2 separate regions of the Ctenopharyngodon idella genome follow, and region 2 is linked to region 1. A link is a contact called in public Hi-C data. All regions are on one chromosome and are shown on one strand. Each heading gives the region's core, a stretch centred on a gene start, on an enhancer-like site or on the middle of the called end of the contact. The rest is flanking DNA. Distances are from core to core; before and after follow the strand shown.

The links. Hi-C and Micro-C count contacts between places; a contact is called where the count stands out from the background.
Region 2: a Hi-C map of muscle shows a contact between it and region 1, with 5 times the contacts expected there. The contact joins the promoter of khdrbs1b here to the promoter of kpna6 in region 1. A contact is called at or near these places in 2 of 2 Hi-C or Micro-C datasets (both in muscle).

Annotation. Positions count from the first base shown.
Region 1 is chr19:22,584,384-22,587,736 of HZGC01, reverse strand. kpna6 (karyopherin alpha 6 (importin alpha 7)) reads left to right here and starts at 1,581. Exons shown (of 14, transcript XM_051872337.1): 1 at 1,581-1,729. The coding sequence starts at 1,726.
Region 2 is chr19:22,845,276-22,848,464 of HZGC01, reverse strand. khdrbs1b (KH domain containing, RNA binding, signal transduction associated 1b) reads left to right here and starts at 1,598. Exons shown (of 11, transcript XR_007926490.1): 1 at 1,598-1,885.

The DNA of each region.
Region 1 (3,353 bases), core at 332-2,831:
CTTTCTATTCATAGATTTGGCAACTACGGGGTCCGAGAAATACAATAATTCTCATTTTTGTGAAAACAATAAAACTGTGTGGCCATTATTACACAGCATACTGAAACATATTGCTTATACCAGATATAGGAATTTCTTTCTACTTGGGGTCACGACTTACCTTTTAAAAACTTGGCACTGATAAATGAATCTGTATTATTTCCCCATTCTTTTAAACTGCCTAGCTACACAAGATCAGGTTTGATGGTCCTTAAATTAGGAATTGGTGGAAAACTGTAAACCACTGCAGGAAAACTGACATCAGCAGTGCTGGTAAGGTTGCAGATGTGAAGAACTTATACATTTCATTATTTCACATCACACTAAACCATGTAAATGTAAATCCAGAGTGTCTCAGGAACAAGATAAAAAATCTCTCTACATGGCGAGTCCCCTTTGGGGCCCTCACTGAGTTAATCCAATGTTGCCCCCAAGTGTTCATTGAACGCAATGTCGTCAGGGGCCCAAACACAGGAGTTGTACAATAATTTATCGCTACCTGCTCGCAGAGAATTGAGTGCAGGTGCAGCACACTCTGTTATTGCGTCACATTCAATTTGTGCCGAGCCGAGCGCGTTAATGGAGTCACAAGGCTGCAAAGACAATCCACTGTGAGCTCCATATTGCCACATTCAGGACAGGATAAATTTATGGGTCTTTGGTCTGAATCAGGAAAGAAAGAAAAAAAAAAAGATTAATATAAATTCTAAAATAGGCTGTGTAGTCTATATCAAGAAATATTGTATTATCCACTATTTTTGTTTGTTTATTTATCAAATTGATATATAGATAAAATATAATAATACCCTTTTTATTAGGTACTTCCTTGTTTGGAAAATGGTGTAAAACTTGGGGAACAGCTGATGAATTCTTCATCATTAATAAAATAAATTATGTTTCAAGAACAGGTTAAAACAAAATGTGAAATGCTTCAATATAGTTTTCAATATAGATTACATAGATTTATTATAGATTTTGTTTATGTAAATGCAGATTTGCACTTATTATTACTGGGGAAGTTCCATATAGACTACATAAATTGAGATGATTTTATACATGAAACAGTACTACTGAAAAAAATAGTGTTGTATAAATACAAAAATGTAAAATAATATCATACTGACAAGTATGTACAAATATGTTATTATTCTTAATATGATTATAGATTATGCACCCTTTTGTGTTTACATTTTCTTAGTAGAACTGAACATTTGTCTTGGCATTAATATGCACAAAATAATAAAACAATATTTGCTTCACCACATTAGTTGACAGTATTTTTGTATTGTGTATCAGCAAGCTTATAGCCTATAGCAAACTAGTTCTTGAAATACAATTTTCAGGGACAAATATTAGGCTATTTATCATAGAAGATATTTTCACAATGTGTAGGTAATTATGCAGTAAATCACTAAAAAATACATTAGAGAATAAAAACATTATTATATTCTATAATAATTATAGAATATATTAGCCTATCTCTTTTTGACAGACTATTCTCTCATTTTGCTCGGCGTTTCGTAGGACACAAATTGGAAACGCTCTCATTATGTTTGTCTCCTTCGGCTCTCCGTAGATCACCGACATATTGTTTGTGAGAAGCAAATTCTGGAAGACAAGGAGAGTGTTAAGATTACAGCGTTGATATTACCAATCATCAAGGCGTATATCAGTAAAGAAAGTACGATGGGTAAGTATTCAACCTATACTATTTTTTGACGAGTTATTTCTGTTTGTGGTTTTTAGGGAGCAAATCTGTAGCTAAAAATCCGAGAGAAGCTACATCATGTCAGTTAAAGCGTGAGTGTAAAGGGCCAGTTAGCTTAGCACATTGCTGTACTCGACCTATAGGTTTACCAGTGAACCTGAGAGCAAATATTTGAAGCTAAAACGCTTTTCAAACAGGCGCTTGTGAGATTTATTCGGAGTTGACTGAAGTGGAAGGTGGTTTTGAGTCTTTGCCGGTGGAAACGCTTGGTCATGTTCAGCATGTTCAGTCAGATGTTGTGAAATCGTCTCATGTTTAAATCTTACACCGTTACTAAAGAGGAAACACGACATTATTATACGTTGAAGAACCCAGTGAACTGTCATGGTTCACATAAAAATGATGCCTATAAATGCTGTCTAGGTAGACCGCTGACTGGGTTAAACAGACTAAACAACTGATCTACAATGTCAGCGAGTTCACCAGTCAGCTGTAACATGTGACCAACCCTGATAGCTGATAGTTTCTGTTTTAAAACTGTTTATCAGATGTTTATTCATAGTTTACTTCACCGAATGGAAGTAAATAGGCTGTTTCTTGTTGTAACCACATGGCTGGGTTTTCAGGAACAATAAAACATCACTCATGATGCATGTCTGTTAAATATTACTTGGACCCTTGGATACTGTTGTGTGGGTAGTTTGAAGGGAGGAAGAGGTTGGGACAGAAATGATAGAGACAGGACGGTCAGATAGGATGCCAGAACCTGACTGCTGCTGACTTGCTGTTTTCTGGTCTTATAGGCTACTATTTCAAAGAATCATCACAGTGGAAATTAATGTGATATTTGGCAGCTTTTCCATGGCAATTTAGAGGTTTTCACACACCATGGCATTTCAGTTTGTTATCTGAGTATTCTGAAACCTGCAGTCAGTTTAGGCTGCACTTTTTCAGATATTTCTTCAAATTGGGTTTCTCATTGCTTTACATGGTGCAAATTTTATACTAAAAATCATCCCATTAAAACTATCATTAAAACAAATCAACAATCAGCTCAGCTGCCCATTTCCCCCATTTCTTTTACACTCAGGGCTCAAGAATGTTTTTTTTTTTTCCCTCTACTGGCCTGGTCAGGCTGATGGTTCAGATTTTTACTGGCTCCTGCCTGTTCTGTTTGGATCTTCTTGAGTTTTTAAAAACATAATGTTTAAATTGACAAGATATAAAAGCATACTAAATGATGAACCCAATTGAACAAGCACTTTTCACTTTGGCTCCGGGCCATCATGCAGTCCTTATTGTTGAGTCATTAAACTATTTTATACTGGTCTTTTGGCACTAAAACTCATTTTGGAGCACCATTTGCAAGTTAATCTTTGAGTAGTCTATGCCTTGAGACCGTCTGCTGTCTGTCCCTAGTGCTGCGTCTTTAAGCCATAGCAAATACACTCCTTTAAAATAGTTCTGCGACAGGGGCCCAGCCCACACTGCTATTTGTGAGGCCCATGTGATGGGCAACTATGTCATGGAGCGCTTGAGTCGGGTTGAGGCACAGCCTGCTTGTCATCCCATCTAAATTTGTAAAACAGAGTCATTATGAAGTTCT
Region 2 (3,189 bases), core at 349-2,848, 260 kb before region 1:
AAACACAAGCAAAAAACAAACTGAAAATGTAACAATTGTGTCACTAATTTTTTTCTTCCTGTGTAGTAATGAGAAACGTATTCTAAAGTGTTACCACTGTATATGGTATTAAAAGGTGTGTTCTCTATAGATTTCAGTAACTAAAATTAAAACTGGTTTTTGAAAGTTAACATAACTGATGCGTCATTTGTCAGTTATTAGTAGAGCAGAAGAGGTTTGTTAAATGTGTTGCTACACTAGCAGAAGAAAAGAAAGTGTTTGCCTCAGGTCACAGGATGTTTTGTCACAAGTTTCCTGCTAACAGGTGCTGAGAAGATAATTTTTTTTTTTTTTTTTAAGGGAACAAGATGCTGAAATATGATTATAAAACAACTCATTTGGTTTTCTTCAAAAGCTTTTTAAATAAAAAGATGTGACAGAAACATCAGGGAAATAAACATATTAAATAAATCTACTCAGTGGGTTGGTTCACCTATACATATTTTGTCCTGCATGGGTCCCTGTGAATTTAAACGGTGACCCTGGAAAATATAGAGAAGGAGAGTGATAAAGCAGCTCAAAAAAGAGAGAAATATATGCTAGCCAAGCCAAGCTCAAAGGCCACAGCAGTCAGCAGCCACTTCTTTATGAGTTTGAATAGTCTGACATGCACAAACAGAGTGTGTTAACCTTGAGCGAGGCTGAGGGGAAAGGGGAGCGGAGGGTGGTGGTAGTGGTGCTAAAGGCCTAAGCAGGTGTGACAGTTCTGAAAGCTTTCACTGGACAAAAAGGCTTCACTGGCCTCCTAGCAATGCTGAGCCACGGCTGACCTCACCGCTCACCAGCACTGGCAGAGAGAAGCTGTGTTTACAGTAGAAGAGAGAAGCACAAGCGATGAAGGAAAACAAGCACATTTGAGTTTAAATGAAGGATGCCTATAAAATGATAATAGTATAACTGCATGAATTCAAAATGTGATATACTGTGCCAAGATCGTCTTGTAACTGTAATGAATTAATAAGCATGTAAATCATTACTATACTATAATCATTACTATATTATAATAAATTATTGCTATATTGTAATTTATAGTTCAATGGACAAGCAAACTGGTCATGTTTACAATTTTGCCATATCAATTGTGTCCAAATTTTTCACCACCAACCCCTGAATGTAATTCATTTTCCATTTTTATCCAGAGGGGGGCAGCAAACATTACATTATGTGGTGCGCGCTATTCCTTCATAACTTACCACTTAGATGAGCCCAGAAGCTTATGCAAAACCTTTGTGGATGTCTTCAAAAACCAGACAGCATATTAATTCATGCATAACCGTCTTACATTTAATGGAAGAACACAGATCATTTTAGTATGACCAGTTCAGCACTAATGTGTGATTTCATATATTTAATAATGTACTTATGTAATTTCATATATTTTATATTATTATTATTGTGTGAGTATGTGTGTGAATTAATGAATAGGACGGACAGCCTCTCCCCGAAGCAAATTCAATTTTGAATAGACAATCCAAAAACTTTCACATCAAAGTGGGCGGTCCCATAGGTCTAGTTTTCGTGACGTAATTTCCGCTCGCTCAAGTCATTTGAGCTCGTCTCAAGCTTTTGTTCATCTGTTTCCAACCGCACGCCGGAGAACAGGAGCCATTGAGACTCACCACAGTTACAGCACGGTCTACAGCAGCAGCAGTCACGCGTGTGTTCGTATTACCTTTTGCAGGAAGTGGATACTGAAATAGTTTCACTGTCGGACGTTTGGTGTATAAATCTTCATTAACTTACAAACTCAACATGGAGAACGAGAACAAATACCTCCCGCAGCTGCTGGCGGAACGAGACAGTCTGGACGCGTCGTTCACGCACGCCATGAAACTTATATCAGCAGGTAAAGCCGTTTGTGAAAACGAAGGAGGGATACATTAACACCTAACCGAGTGACTTTTCGGATGTAGATAAATAGCAGTTTTATTTGGAGGGAAACTGTGGGAATCGACTGTAGTTGCTCGTGGGACAGAGGGCGACCGTTACAAAGTCTTATTTCAGCGCGCTAGGGGGTTCGTGTACTTAGCTCGAGCCAGGCACGTGCTGCCGAAGCCATTTTCGGCGTGTAGTTATTGGTTTTCCGGAGAGACAAACTCAACTTTTCGTGGATGGTATCAGTTCTTTGCATCCTTCTCCATTGTGTTCGATCGAAAGCTGTAATCCTGTAGAGTTTTACCCCCCGTCATCCCCCGGGCAGCATTCCCATTTCTGCTCATTCGAGCTCTCCGTGAGCCGCGTACTGGATTGGGTTTAACCGAAAGTGTGAACTTTAAAATGACGTGTTTTATACAACTTTACGATAGCTAATTAGATTTGTTAAATCTTGTTAAAAACTGATAAAATAGAATATCGCAATACACTTTTTTTTTTTTTTTTTTTTTTTTTTTTTAAGATTTGCCGCCCATTGTTTGTTTGTAAGGAGGGCTCTGTATCTAAGGGGTCAACGTGGCGTTTCATTGTACGCGTCGAGTCCCAGCCTAGCGTTACATGCACTTATCGTGTTTGACTAGATTGAAAGATCTGGAAAGCTTTAGATGAAATCGTCCAAGCCCGATCAAATTAAATTGAAGACGGCTGAAAATCTTAAGTTTGAGATTTGTCGTAGTAATAAAAACCATGTTCCGGACCATATGTGCCTGTAGTGTGGGAAGTGTTGCATCTGGAGACGAAGTGGATTTTTTTTTTTTTTTTTTTTGGTGTAGGAAATGTCTTTTCCTGGCCTCGTTTCACCACGTCTTATATCATCAGTCTAGTGGGAGTTTAACTGTATCTTGTGTTATATATCAGCAAATAGGTTCCATAAGTTACATTTGCAGAGGCGTGTTAAATGTTCAGTGTTTAGCATCAGACTTGCGTTGAAAATTCCCCTAGTGAAGCTGAGTCTATTGATGGATGGTTTTCCCTCCCAGTGTCTTTGAGGCAAGCACTTTTCTTTGCAACCTGAAGCAAACACTTAAGTCTCAGACTTGCCATTGAAGTTAAAATGACCTAGAAAGGGAGGGAGAAAATATTTCAGGCCTATAAGCTTGTAATCATTATCCAGCATGTTATGTGGGGAAAAATAATATATTTGTATGATATAAGTGAATATATGATCCCTGTTGAGTATGTATTCATTGGGGTTTTAATCTTAAAATGGGCAAAACT